5 separate regions of the Mus musculus genome follow, and all the other regions are linked to region 1. A link is a contact called in public Hi-C and HiChIP or PLAC-seq data. All regions are on one chromosome and are shown on one strand. Each heading gives the region's core, a stretch centred on a gene start, on an enhancer-like site or on the middle of the called end of the contact. The rest is flanking DNA. Distances are from core to core; before and after follow the strand shown. Region 1 holds the start of Tmem200a (transmembrane protein 200A). Region 2 overlaps Akap7 (A kinase (PRKA) anchor protein 7). Region 3 holds the start of Akap7 (A kinase (PRKA) anchor protein 7). Region 4 holds the start of Epb41l2 (erythrocyte membrane protein band 4.1 like 2). Region 5 overlaps Epb41l2 (erythrocyte membrane protein band 4.1 like 2).

The links. Hi-C and Micro-C count contacts between places; a contact is called where the count stands out from the background. HiChIP or PLAC-seq counts read pairs in DNA pulled down with a chosen protein or histone mark.
Region 2: a Hi-C map of myocytes shows a contact between it and region 1, with 4 times the contacts expected there. The contact joins the enhancer-like site here to the promoter of Tmem200a in region 1. A contact is called at or near these places in 17 of 39 promoter capture datasets (the 3T3-L1 cell line, cranial neural crest, embryonic stem cells and 9 more), 28 of 484 Hi-C or Micro-C datasets (the C2C12 cell line, cardiomyocytes, cerebellum and 14 more), 14 of 115 datasets of contacts at active chromatin or transcription factors (the NIH/3T3 cell line, VIP interneurons, astrocytes and 9 more) and 1 of 9 other capture datasets (embryonic stem cells).
Region 3: an H3K4me3 HiChIP or PLAC-seq map of embryonic forebrain shows a contact between it and region 1, with 8 times the contacts expected there. The contact joins the promoter of Akap7 here to the promoter of Tmem200a in region 1. A contact is called at or near these places in 5 of 39 promoter capture datasets (cranial neural crest, embryonic stem cells, hippocampal neurons and 1 more), 1 of 484 Hi-C or Micro-C datasets (uterus) and 9 of 115 datasets of contacts at active chromatin or transcription factors (differentiating embryonic stem cells, embryonic forebrain, embryonic hindbrain and 6 more).
Region 4: a contact with region 1 is called in an H3K4me3 HiChIP or PLAC-seq map of embryonic forebrain, with 2.3 times the contacts expected there. The contact joins the promoter of Epb41l2 here to the promoter of Tmem200a in region 1. A contact is called at or near these places in 4 of 39 promoter capture datasets (cranial neural crest, frontonasal cranial neural crest, hippocampal neurons and 1 more) and 2 of 115 datasets of contacts at active chromatin or transcription factors (embryonic forebrain and embryonic hindbrain).
Region 5: a FOXA1 HiChIP or PLAC-seq map of pancreatic cancer cells shows a contact between it and region 1. The contact joins the enhancer-like site here to the promoter of Tmem200a in region 1. A contact is called at or near these places in 3 of 39 promoter capture datasets (embryonic stem cells, hippocampal neurons and liver), 1 of 484 Hi-C or Micro-C datasets (liver) and 2 of 115 datasets of contacts at active chromatin or transcription factors (neural tube and pancreatic cancer cells).

The regions. Positions count from the first base shown.
Region 1 is chr10:26,077,675-26,080,313 of GRCm38.p6, forward strand. Tmem200a (transmembrane protein 200A) reads right to left here and starts at 1,289. Exons shown (of 3, transcript NM_001358814.1): 1 at 1,162-1,289; 2 at 464-645. It overlaps Gm9767 (predicted gene 9767), which reads left to right and starts at 581. Exons shown (of 1, transcript NR_028030.2): 1 at 581-1,773.
Region 2 is chr10:25,260,086-25,262,724 of GRCm38.p6, forward strand. All of the region lies in intron 5 of Akap7 (A kinase (PRKA) anchor protein 7), which reads right to left. Among named protein-coding and RNA genes, the nearest start is that of Gm25016, 4.8 kb to the right of the region's middle. Within about 2 kb of position 1,321, at least 21 of the 459 cell types and tissues checked have an H3K27ac peak or open chromatin away from gene starts, as enhancers often do. A contact at or near this core is called in myocytes and neural stem cells, where this site is marked.
Region 3 is chr10:25,295,758-25,298,396 of GRCm38.p6, forward strand. It overlaps Akap7 (A kinase (PRKA) anchor protein 7), which reads right to left and starts at 1,322. Exons shown (of 8, transcript NM_001379238.1): 1 at 1,171-1,322.
Region 4 is chr10:25,358,475-25,361,113 of GRCm38.p6, forward strand. Epb41l2 (erythrocyte membrane protein band 4.1 like 2) reads left to right here and starts at 1,324. Exons shown (of 20, transcript NM_001199265.1): 1 at 1,324-1,507.
Region 5 is chr10:25,424,947-25,427,585 of GRCm38.p6, forward strand. All of the region lies in intron 1 of Epb41l2 (erythrocyte membrane protein band 4.1 like 2), which reads left to right. Among named protein-coding and RNA genes, the nearest start is that of Epb41l2, 66 kb to the left of the region's middle. Within about 2 kb of position 1,300, at least 128 of the 459 cell types and tissues checked have an H3K27ac peak or open chromatin away from gene starts, as enhancers often do. A contact at or near this core is called in embryonic stem cells, liver and pancreatic cancer cells, where this site is marked.

The DNA of each region.
Region 1 (2,639 bases), core at 39-2,538:
CTTTCTTAGGCAGTCTGTGGGGAGGAGAGTCGTGCTGAAGCCTATAGACAATTACCCCTCTTCGTTTTGCTTATGCAGGTAGGATCACACTGAAATACTGATCTAGGGAACCCTGTTCACACTTTTGTCTACCATAAATTAACGCCGTAGACCCTCACAAAGATTGCTGACTCTGGAACCTTAGACAAAGGAGGGTGTAGCTCCAAGACGCGAAGCCAGGCGCTCTCAGAAGCCGGCTGCTCACAGGCTGCCCCGCACCACCTCTCCTGTACTCTGGAGACCAAGAAGTCTGGAACTGATGGAGGACTTGGTTCATTCCCCCAAACTTTGGGAGTCATTGTTTCCCCTAACTCTGCGGGCTAAAGCGGAGGGGAGGAGAAGGGGTTTCAGAAACCCGGGGTACAGCTGCAGGGCTCGCCCACCCACCTCTGCACGCCCCGCAGCACCCTGGTGGTCCACTCACCTGTCCTGAGCGCCTGGTCTCGGGGCTCCGGTGGCCTCTCCGGGCTCTTCGCTCTCACAGCTGTCGCGACAGCGTGCGCCTCCGGGGACCAGCGAGGGAGGCGGCGGGGTCGGGGGCGTCAGGAGGAATCTGGGCAGCTGCGGGCAGCCACGGTCTCACTCCCCATCCCCGTGGGGCTCCGGCTGAGGACGCGGTGCGGTCACCAAAGGAAGATGAGTCAGGCCGGGGTGCGGGCGCCCTGACTCGCGCATCTGGGGGACGCGGCCGCCGCCATCGGACGAGCGCAGCCCCTATCCTTCTAGGGTACCGGTGACCGAGGCCAGGGCAAAAGATCGCAGCTAAGGCGTCTCCGCCGCCGCCAAGAAAGACAAAAGGAATGCGGGGCTCGAGGGAAAGTTTTGGGCTTGGTTCCTGATGAATTCTAGCCCCCGAAGCCGCCAAGAGGAGGATCGGGGGCGAGGGCGGGACGGGCTTCCCGGAGCGTCGCCAGCAGCCGGGGACCCAGACGGTGCTAATCGCACCGCCGCCCACGACCCGTGGGAACTCCGCCGGCCCAGTCGCCAAGCTGTGCAAGAGCTGCGTGCAGGACCCACCCTTCCCCCCGGACCCCAACCCAGCTACCCGGCGCCCTGGCTGCAAAGTTGTACTTCTAGCGCCGGGATGGCGCCCATACAAAACCCATTTGGGGAACAAAGTACCGCTTCCAGGCGATCTGCTTCATCTGAAGGCCAGCGGGCGGAAGCGGACACACCCACTCGCTTCTCATCACCGTCGGACGCGAGTTCCAGAACGGGAGATACCTGCCCCTCCTGTCTCAATAAGAACTGGGGATCCCCGGCGGACTCTGTATTTTCTGGAAGAAGGATCCATAGGCCCCTCGGTTCCACGCCCCTCGGATGCTTTCTTATCAGATGCAGCCTGGGAGGGTCGGGGTCCCCCTGGCGGCTGCACGAGTGCTGTGCTAACAAAGTCAGACCTGGACCCCCAAGAGATACTGCACTCCTAGCCCTCAGAGGGTTTAAGCTGCTGGGAAGTTAGTTCCAGTAGAGCAGACTGGTTGGGAAGGGTTCTGGGCATGGGGTTGTGAGGGGCAGGGGCTAATTGTATCCTAAGATGATGAGTCTGAGGCTAAGCTCCAGATATCAAATCCAATGAAGGCTTCAAGTTACCAAAAATTATCAGTGAGAAAAAAAAAAACATGTCCTGTCCATAGAATGAAATAATTGAAATAATAGTCACGTGCAATTCTGCAAGGGACCAAAGCGCCCACTCTGGCTGAAGATCAAGTCAGTAAATAAAGTTTCGTATTCAAATTACTGCGTTGGAGTGTGCAGTGTACAGCAACCGTAGCTGAGCTATGGTTTTGTAAATCCATGAGTTTCTTGGATTTTTTTTTTAACTCATAGGCAAGAGGCAAATATTCTGCTCTGGTGTGTATCTATTTCAATGTGTCAGCTACTGGATTCTGTGGGGAAAAAATCTAGACTCAAGAAAATAAGGCAACCCGTAGAGGCCAGACAGGTCATTAAGATGACACTGGCAATGGAGAAAGACTGTAAAAACGGGCAATAGTGGTTTTAAAAAAAAAATCTTGCTTCAGTATGGAGGTTAAATACTTTTTCTGAAATTTCAGGACCAAATGCTTAAAAAAAAAAAAAAAAGAAAAAAAGAAAGAAAGTAGATGGGATGGGGTAGGAGAAATGAGTCACCTTGTAAGCCATCTGTGGTTTTCTTTTCCTTCCACCTTCATGTGGCTAGTTCTCTTGGCCCAAAGCCATTTGATCAGTTCTCTGAGGTTTTCTAGCACATTTGTCAAGGAACCTTATTAATCGTGTGAGCCTAGTAAGGTTCTACTCGTTGTACAAGAATGCCCTGACTCTTCCTTTCTCCTCAAAGCTCCCAAGAGAACACACTTCCTAGCAAGCCTTCCTGACTTGTAAAGGGGTGGGTAATAGGTTCCTCCCATCCTGCTCTTTTAATGTAGCACAGTGTCTACAATGTACAGGGAAACATTTAAAATGGCAATCCAGACATCACAGGCATCACATGTCCAGGCAGTCTTCAAAGAGAGGCTGATGAGGAAAGACTTCGGGAAAAGATCTAGACTCATTCTTATCACCACTGATCACAATTACCAATCTGAACTTATATTCCAGTTATTCAGTCAAAGAAGAAG
Region 2 (2,639 bases), core at 71-2,570, 820 kb before region 1:
TTCCATTTGAACAAAAAGTTATGATACAATATAAAAACAAATATTAACTTATTGTATTGATGCCATTAGGTAACTTGTCAGATGTGTGCAGGCTTAGAGGATATTAGGGGGGGTAGACACTTTATAAACAAAGACTAGAACTCCATGACTCTAATTACTGTTTGAGGAATGAGACCTGAGTCAAATGTCTAGCCCTGGGAGGAGATATGACATCCTCAATTTCCCTGAAGGTCATGGATAACTATCTAAACCTGGTTTTATGAGTCCTAAACCTTATAAGGTCACCGTTTAGCAAAATATCTGATGAACAGCCATTGAGTCTACCTAACAGAGCCAATCACCCAGGCAGGGAAATGTCCCTCAGGAAGGTGGCTGGTGCAGACACCTTAGAAAACCTGCCTTGCATGTAGAGAGGTCGGCCACAGCTCTGGCCACTGCCCACTCTCACCTCCACAGTGCTTCCCGTTACTCGGCAACAAGCCATATCTCCCTGTGTGTCTTCCTTGGCTTCTTTCAAAGGGGTCAGGGGACTTAGGGGAGGCGACAGAGAGATCCCAATAAAGATGCTGTTGGTCTTCAGACGCCTGATTCTGAAGAATTCCTTTAAAACCAAATCTAGAGACTGTGGATGGAATTCAGTGCCAGGAATATACTTGTAATGGCAAAGGCCCTGCGTTCAACCCCTGACGCCAAAATGTAATCCAGTGAACAAAAGAAATAAAATACTAAAACTTGTCTACATTCTGACTACGCGAATACTCCATGGATGGCAGAAGCAACTTGACTCCAGTGCCTGTTGTTCTCAGGGCAGTGCCTGATCACTAACAGCTGACATCGTAGCACGCACACAATGTCAGCAGTTGGAAGCTAAGACAGGAGGTCCACTTCGAGCTCACGGCCAGCCCGGGCTACACAGTACCAGGCAGGGCTACAGAACAAAACCTTTTCTCAAAACAACAACATAAATAAATAAATAAAATCTTCTGCTTCAATGCGTAAATAAATGAAAATCTCCCATGACTATTAGTATGTCTGGATTTCTTGTGAGCACACTGGAAAAATACAAAGAAAAGCAACAGTATAATACATGACAGGTGGAAAGTAAGCTTAACAGCTGGTGATATTTTCCCTCCGATTTCTATTTTTTGTATTGTTTTAATGAAATTTTCAGAATATAAATACTCCTAGTACAACTGGAATAAGAAAAGGAATTACAGGGGCAGTGGCCTGTGCTAAAATGACGAATGAGCATGTGCAGGCTCTTGCAGGGGCAGTGGCCTGTGCTAAAATGACGAATGAGCATGCGCAGGGCTCTTGCTCCCATGACAGCTGGTGAGAGCTCACATTCCTCGGCACACAATGTAGCTTTCATGGATACTGGAAAGTATTTTTGTGGGAATATTTGCAGCAAATGGATGGAATTCTTGTTGCAAGCCCCCATTGAATTATTTAAAAGGACAATGACTGATTGACTAATTAGAAACGTTCTGGTGATAGTTATATTACAAAGGAAAAGACTTGGGTCTAGCATTTTCTCTCGAGTCAGAGAGAAAATACAGTGTTGCCTGTGGGCATCGATTCTGGAATGATCTGCCCTCACAGCTCTGTGAGCTGCCTTCCCGTCCACCAGCTAATGTGCTTACATCCTATTTGCCTTCTAAATACTATTGCTCAGATGGCTGCTTGTTCACACTTTGTCCGACCCTACCCCAAAACAGGACTTAAGATGATTATAAACTAAAGAAAACGAGAGAAAGGAAGATGGCTGAAGTGTCCTACAGTCTAAATCAAATAAACTAAAATCTAAGTTCTCTCACAAGCAAGTCTGCCTCAGAAGACGCAAGTTAAACATCCAATATTCAACAAGTAAAAAGTATTTTGCTTAAGAAAATATTCTGATACTGAGATTAAAAAATAAGTTGGGCACGGGGTGGGAATATAGCTCAGTAGAGTATTGTCTAGCACACGCAAAGCCCTGGGTCTGTCCTGACATGGTGGTATATGTGGAAGGTCAAGACCATCCTCAACTCCACAGTGAGTGGGAGGCCAGCCTGGGCTACATGAGACTTTGTCCCAAAACAAGATTAAAAACAAAACAGAACGAGAAAATTCCAATCAGCTTTTTTTTTTGGTTACTTAGCATATTAAAACCTAATTAGCAACATTTACTTTTAAATACATAGATAACATTTCTCTAAGCCGTGAAAGTGAAAGATTTTGAAAGCAACTTTGCCATATCACGTCTATAGAGACATGGTTTTATTTAAGTAAGTTTTCAATTTTCTGATGGTCTGAGCTAGTCGAAGAAAAGGAAAACTGAAGAAAACATTGATGAATGCACCTAGCAAAGGCACTGTTAGAATCTTCTCTCTAGCCTGTCCTTCAGCAGTACGTACGCTGTTTCACGTTCTTCCCATTGTGTTACCGTTATAAATGATGCTCCATTAGGAACCTGGGTACTTCAAACTTATCTACTTTTATTTTTTACATTTATTTACATTTGTGCATGTGCGTGCACATACATGATCAAATGTCACAACGACTGTAGGGCAGTCAGAGGACAACCTGCAGGAACTGGTTCCTCTCCCTCTAACATGTGAGCCAAGAGAACCCACTCAGATCACGGGGCTTGTGGCAAG
Region 3 (2,639 bases), core at 72-2,571, 780 kb before region 1:
CTCTTCTGGTTCCCCAGCACTGTAAACAGCTATGGAATGGGCCTGTCATTCATTACGGTCTATCTACTTCGACTAGCTACGTAAAACAGCAGAGTAGGTCTCCAGAAATGTTTAAACTTCATGCCAACCAGGCCACTTACCCAGTGTGCTTCCATTTGCGCCTCATGAAGAGGGAGCAATCCAAATTATTAAGGAGAAATTGACAAATCGACACTACATGAATGGAAGGACCCAGTAAACTGGACAAGTGCCATAAGCTTTGTCACTATAGGGAAACGATGCGCTAACAGCATCCCAAACTGCAAAGCCACACGGTGTAAAAAGGTGAGAAGAGTCCTCTCTTTCCAACTATTACCCTATTCCCTTCTGCCTATTACCCACACTCCTGTAACCTTATAAAAACATCTCAAGCAGGGACACTCTGGGCATCTCCTCACGTGATACGAGTAATTGCATTCACATGAAATTTATAAACGCATGTACATTATTCACCTGATTTATATTTACATACATATAAAGTATTTACATAGCATGCTTGGACTGCCTATTTTAATATTCTTACGCTTTGTATACATGTAGGTGTTCTTGTAGAACACCTTTTTCCCCTTACTTCCCAGTCCCTTTCCCTCCGAGTCCAACCTCTAATTCCTACCCAGGTTCAGCATACAACGAAAGTTGACCCAAGCTGAAGTACATCCTGGGCGCCAGCAGATTGGCGCCCGTTTTAAAGTGTGCCTTGCCAAGCCTCGAGTAAAACCCTAAATGAGACAAGACAGTGTTCAGAGGCTTCTATTTGCCATTTTAAAAAATAATTAGGTAAATAAAACGGAGTTTTTTTTTTCCCCCCTTGATTTTGTTAACCTCCCCAACACAGTAGGAAAGGATGTGCTGCAAAACTCTGGGTCATGGGTCACAAGATAGGAAGAGGTAAGAGAAACAACAACTTGTGTGTACACCCCTTTCGGTTCGAGGAGTGGAGTGGTGCACGGAGACCCACGGATGCAACCAAACTGCCCGGACTACCGGGCTGGACCGGGATGCCCAGGGTGTAGGGGGAGGGTCGATCGCGAGGGGCGTGGGGCTGCGGGCGGCCTGGGAGGCGGAGCGGGGCGGGCGAGCACGCCCCACGGCAGAGGCCGCCCCGGGGCGCGCAGGGCGGAGCGCTCTCACCCACGGCGGGGCGCTCCATGGTCGCGGCGCAGAGACGGAGGCGCGGGCCCGGGGCGCGCGGGACGGCGGGGGCGCGGGCCGCGGCGGCCAGGCCTGCGGAGGCGCAACGCCCCGCGAGTCGCAGCATCCCCGGCACCCGCCGCTTCAGGAGGAGCCGGAAGGGGCCGGCCCGGCGAGGCGTGGATACCCGGATCGGGGCGGTCCCCGGGGCCGTGCTGGGCTCGGGCTCCGACCTCTGGCCGCCCTCGGTTATTTCCTGCGGCGCGGCCCTTCCCGTCCCACGCTCGGAGGGGCGAGCCAGGGATCCAGAGAGCATTCCTTGGCCCGCTGTCCCTTGAGAACCCGTGTGTTTGCTTTAGCGTGGAGCTTTGGAAACACAGATCTGATTGCAAAATAGGCGGGCTGAGCAAAATGTACAATACAATAGCGAGACCTTGAACGTCGCTATAATGAGATGCTTTTATTTACTTGCCATTACCCCCCCCCCAAAAGTAGCATTTTCAACAGCAGTTTAAGAGCTAAAAGTTGGAATTGTTAAATGAAATCATCTACAAATTTTTTGCAGGCAAGGCTCCTCAGTATCTGAATAAAATAAGAGAAAACTATTTTTTTTAATAGTTAAAATATGAATATGTCTTGTAGAAAAGAATGCTACTGTTTTTTTCCGGGCTGGGGGCAAATGGTGGTATTACTGCTGGTTTGTTGGGGAATGTAATTTTAATTTAAGAAAATATGGTGGTGTGTCTCTTCTCCACAGCTGTAGCCCTTAAAGCTGGTAGGGAACTTTGAAGAATTCCCTGCTTAGCCCCTTTTTGTGGATCTTCACGGAAAACGGTCTTTTTAAAGGAGCAGGCTATCTAATCACAGAGAAAGAACGAAAAATAAGTAAGGGAGCTTGCGGCAAGAGGATCCTCAAAGGCCAGCCGATGCTAGCTGGACTGGACAGGGTACAGATAAGACGTTTAAGCATAAGGATTACTTTACGCAGTAGACAGAGAAACAACTCTTTGCCCTCCCTTTTCCTGCTGGAAGTAGACTATACATTTCTCTTTGTAAGGATTACTCCCCACTCTGTTTTAAAGGTGTATTTATGTAACTGGGGAGTAGGAGCAGTGCACTGACACAGCAAGGTTGACAGCCAGTTTGCAAAGAGTAGAGCACTACCCCCACTCCCCCCTCCTCGGGCTTCACAAAGGACGCTACAGACCTGGGAGACGTGGGTTCTGCACCTCATGTGTGGTCTGATGCTTGGGGGCGAGGTGTCTTCCTTCAGCTCAAGAGCCCACTCCTGGATTTCCCTCCTTTTAAAAACAAAACAAAACCAAAGCGCTGTGTTTCTATTTTAACCACACATCTGTGGTGTAATCCTTAGCCTTGGGATATAACTTCAGTGGAGGAACCAGAACACCAACCCAGCCCCCAAACCTTTCACCTACAATCTACCCTGTCTGAAATAATGTGCTGGGGCA
Region 4 (2,639 bases), core at 74-2,573, 720 kb before region 1:
CCTTGCCACCCATTCAAAGTAAAGGACTGGGTGACCAAGGACAGAAGCCTATGGCGCCATGAGGAAATCTCTTCAAAGTTATCTGTTTCAGGCATTTCCTCATAGCAACAGAAAAGCAACACCAATTATTCCAAGCCTTCTTTATGCTAGAAATGTATGTAATCAGGATTCCAGTATTCATTAAACAGCTTATCAAACTCTCCTTGTGTTCTTAGCGTCTGGGACTGAAGTCAACTAAGTCAACTCAAGTTCCTGACACACAACAAATGCTATTATAGCAATAATTTTATTATTTACAAGGATGATTCTAGCAAGTAATTTATTTCCCCAACTCTTTTCTTTTTGATGTAGGTACCCTTTTCATAGCGAGGAACCAGCTGATAAAACACCTGCATGTGTGCCATTACCTGGGAAGTATCCACACGCAAGGCATTGCTACTGATGGTTAATTTGATCTTGCTAATTTTACAATGTTTAGGAAGGAAATTGGCAGAGGTGAATCATTAAAGATTTTATTAGAGGTGGGAGGAAGCAAATGACTAGAAGAACACAGGGTGGGGTTGAAGATGCTGGAGGCAGTGGGCTGCCACTCTGACAGCTTGACATGCAATGCTCAGAAAAGATGAAATAAGTAGAAGAGATTGAGGTCTAATTGTACTAATGTGTAAAACTTACCACTATCTATCTATCTATCTATATCATTCATATATATAATATATACATATCACGTGTGTGTATTTTTTTATTTTAATTTTTTGTCACTGCCTTATCCCCATTATACTTTGCAAGCTAGGTTCTCAATTCTCTGCCGGGAGATATCCTGACTAGTAAGGCTGAGCATCAAAGCGCCTCTCCTCCACAGGGTTTACCCAATCTCTCCTGCCTCTCCCACAGGAAGAATAAATGGATTCTTTTCAAGCCTATCCTGTGAAAGCACTTCTTTCACTGCAGACTGAGGGGGGACCCGGCTTTCCTTATTCGGTTTCCTGGACCTGCTCTACCGTCTACCACGAAAAAGGCATCCAGTGAAGGTTTGGTTAGTGAAAGCACTCCGAAGAAAGAACTTTTCGAAGTTGAGAGGGCATTTAAGGCCAAGATACTCAGAAAGAACGCCTCGCACACGTGCACTGGCTGTCATTATCTCCAGGGTCGCTCCGAGGGCGAAACGCACCCCTGCGGCGGGGCACTGGGCCCGAGAGCCGCGCGAACCCCTCGGGAAGGCCCCCCTCCCACGCCAGCAGGCGCCGGGGGCGTGGCTTTGGCCGTGGGGCGTGGCCTGCCCGCGGGGGTTTCCGCGCCCGGGGCGTGCCGGGCGGGGGACGAGGGCGGGGCTTCCGCCAGGAGGGGGCGGGGCTTGCGCGGAGAGTTCTCTGACGGCCCCAGTCAGGGAATTTCAATTTGAAACCCAGAGGAGGGTGGAGGCGGCGGGTGCGGAGGGCCGGCGGCGTCCGAGGCTGGAACGGGACGCGTTCCCGGGGCGAGCAAGCTCGAGAGGGGCGGTGTCCGGGTAAGGAGGCGAGCGGGCTGCGGAGTGGCGGGCGGGGTCCTGACACGCTGCAGGCGGGAAGCGGACCCCGGCAGGAAGCCCGGACGGCCATCCCGGGCGGGGGAGGGGGCGGCCGCGGGCCCGTCTCTCTCCTTCCCGGGCGGGGACCGCGGCGGCGTCCCCGGGCTCTCGCGCCCCGGCCCTGCCGAGGCGTGCGGCTCCATCCTGGGTGCCGGGGGCTCGCCGCGCCCTCTCTCCCGAGGGTCGCCAGACGCGGGCCCGCGGCGCGCGTGGGCTCTGCGGGAGTCGGGGAGGGAGCGCGCCCCGCCAGCCACCCAGCCCCACGCGCGCCGCAGGTCGGGCCAACGCGGGCGACCCTCTGTCCCCGCCGCCCACTGTGCGGTCTGGAGCTGAGGACAGACACCCTCGCACGTTTTCTGCGGCGAGCCTTCCAGCTCGGACACCAGGCCATCCGCCCCCGATGGCTTCTTTTTCTCGGCGCTGGCAGCTGAGGGGTGGGAGCAGTTTAGGTGAGCTGCAGGTCAGGGGCTACGAGGAGGAAATAACCGAGTCGGTGGCGTTGAGGTTGGCATCTCGGGATCCCCCATCCTCAACCCCAGACGTCTGCGGTGGACGTTAGTCATTAAATGTCCCCAGACGCCAGCCTCAGGCGGGGCCAAGTTTTATTTATTTATTTGGGGTGAAGTTAGAAGAGCGCCCTCTTCCCCCGGTGTCTTATTTTGGGGAGTGGTCTCCGTGGAGCTTCCTTACAAAATGAGGAAGCCCTTCAGAAAATCTGTCACCTGAACAGCTGTCCCTGATTTTTAAGGTTCCTGGGAGAGTGGTAGGCACGGTGGCATCTAGGGGAGTTGTACTTACATTTCCTCCTTTGGGAATCAAGATTCTCTCTGTTTCTTGAACTTTGTTGCATGTGAAATGTGGGGTGTGCAGGGCAGTATGTTCTTGTTTCTGTGATTAGCTACAAAACAAAACAAAAACGGTCTCAGTTTTCTCCACTCATTTTTCTTCAGTCCTTCCTGTCTGTCTTTCTTCTTTTCTTTTCTTTTCTTCTCTCTCTCTCTCTCTCTCTCTCTCTCTTTCTTTCTTTCTTTCTTTCTTTCTTTCTTTCTTTCTTTCTTTCTTTCTTTCTTTC
Region 5 (2,639 bases), core at 50-2,549, 650 kb before region 1:
GAGTTACAGAAACAAAGTTTGGAGCTGAGATGAAAGGATGGACCATGTAGAGACTGCCATATCCAGGGATCCACCCCATAATCAGCATCCAAACGCTGACACCATTGCATATACTAGCAAGATTTTATCGAAAGGACCCAGATGTAGCTGTCTCTTGTGAGACTATGCCGGGGCCTAGCAAACACAGAAGTGGATGCTCACAGTCAGCTAATGGATGGATCACAGGGCTCCCAATGGAGGAGCTAGAGAAAGTACCCAAGGAGCTAAAGGGATCTTCAACCCTATAGGTGGAACAACATTATGAACTAACCAGTACCCCTGAGCTCTTGACTCTAGCTGCATATGTATCAAAAGATGGCCTAGTCGGCCATCACTGGAAAGAGAGGCCCATTGGACACGCAGACTTTGTGTGCCCCGGTACAGGGGAACGCCAGGGCCAAAGGGGGGGAGTGGGTGGGTAGGGGAGTGGGGGTGGGTGGGTAAGGGGGACTTTTGGTATAGCATTGGAAATGTAAATGAGCTAAATACCTAATAAAAAATGGAAAAAAAAAAGAAAATATCGAATAAAAAATAAATATAAAAAAAAAAAAAAAGAATTACATAAATGTAAAAAAAAAAAAAAAAAAAAAAGAAAGTTGTGTAGTGAAATTTGGGGAGGCCTATTTCTTTGTGTTTTCATTTTTATTTATTTTTTTTTGGTTGTTGAGAAGTAGGTGTTGATTTTTCTCTGGTCTGCAGATGATGTATTTGAATAGGAGAGTCTGTTGTTGCCTTGGGAGTGACAGTGTCAGGAGGTGCCCATTGAGCTGCCAGAGTATGCCTTGGTATTACTTCAGTGGTTTTAAGATAGCTTTTTCTTAGTTTTAGCTGTCATGAAATAGCCACATGCCATAAATATGAAGTTCAAATAAATATTCTTAATATGAATACAAATTATTTAATTTTTTTTTTTTTTTTTTTTTTTACTACTACTACTACTCAGAAGTTTGAAAAAGAAATTTCTGCCACTGTAGATCCAAATTTCCTGTTTGAGATGATGGTGGCAGGCTGTAACTTGCAGATGTATGTTTATCTACTTAAGTTTTGGTTCAAATGGGGATTTTTCTCAAGTTTTTATGTTTTCCATTCTAAATTAAAGCAACTATTATGTATATTAGTTTTAAAGTTTGGATCAGGAGAGTGCAGTTCCACTAAGCAGTTTGTAGGGGAAACTAGTCCTGCTTCTGGCTTTTATAGACTCTCTCTGAAAGGGAGGGGCTGTGATCAAGTGGCTTCCAACAGCAGGGGAAGATGGCTTGCAGCTGTGCTGTTTTGGTTCCCCTCCAGATAGTGTTTGTGTGCACCGTCAGAACATCTTAAAGCCCACCCTGGACAGGGTTCAACTCTATAAAAGGAGCACTGTCTCATAACCTCACATGCTCTTAGGGGTCCTGTTGGTGCTGGTGGTCTTCACTGGTTATTCTCTGAACTGAGCTTTTATTAGACTCAGGCCTCACAGTTTCAGAGTAGGAATCACAGTTGTAGTTTTTCTATCTTGTAAAATAAATGTAGTTGGGCCCTTGGTAAACACTCTGATGAGAACTGACCACCCTTCCTTAAGCTCTTCCGCTTTAGTGGTGAGTTTTTCAGTTCTCTGCCTTCATACATCCTATAGGTACACTGACACTCATTGGGTTGTGTTCCTCGTGGTAGTTTACTAAGTTCTGCTTTACAGATCAAGTTTATATATCAGAAGATGAAAGATTATACAGGAAATTCCAAACACCGAGAAGTTAAAAAGCAGAAGGGAACAATCGCTTCTCTTTGAAATTGTTTAGCCCAAGGGTTCTTGTGTGCTTCCTGTTTGTTTACATGGATTGTGTGTGTGTGTGTGTGTGTGTGTGGTGCCCCTCATTAGAAGCGATTTCCCCTCTCTTCTAAGATATTGGTGCCTTAGGTTACATACGTGGAGCATGTGTCATCCTGCCCTCTGTGAGGTGTGGTAGTTACTGCTTCCTGCCTTCCCAGTGCCAGCCAGGCAGAGCTTCTGTGGCCTGCTTGCCTCTCCCTCCTGCACCACACTCTCTTAGCACCCCTTAATCTTTGTGAGTCCCTACAGCTGCCTTCCTGTGTGTGTCTGGATGCCTCCCGGCATTCACATTCAACGGCTGGCTCCCTTCTTGTCATCTCACACTGTTTCTTGAAGTTCCTTGAAAATTCATTGGGAATGTCTTCCTTACTCCCTTTGCCCCAGGGCTCTATCCCCTCTGACACTACCTGACCTAGCAGTTCGAGCCTCTGTCATTCTGTCACTACCCAGCCTTTCATTCTTCAGTCTAGTGTTGTATAGACACCTCAGTCAAGTACCATCCAAGTAGCTTTGATTCCTTTGTTCTTATTCCTGGTCTCTTTGGAAGGTTCTTTAGGCCAGTTGTATTCCTCTTTGTCTTTTGACTTTAAGGAATTCTGTTCTCCTTTCCTCCACCACCTAGCTTCCTATCAGTCATGTCTGTTTGCTCACTAAACAGTTCCGCACCCCACCTCTTTGTACTTCAGTTGCCCCATCAGGAATCCTCCGGAATCGTTGGGGCAATCGTGTTATCAGCTTCCTTTCATTGTATCACTTGTTCTCAGACTGCCAGAGCAGTCATCCAGAGACA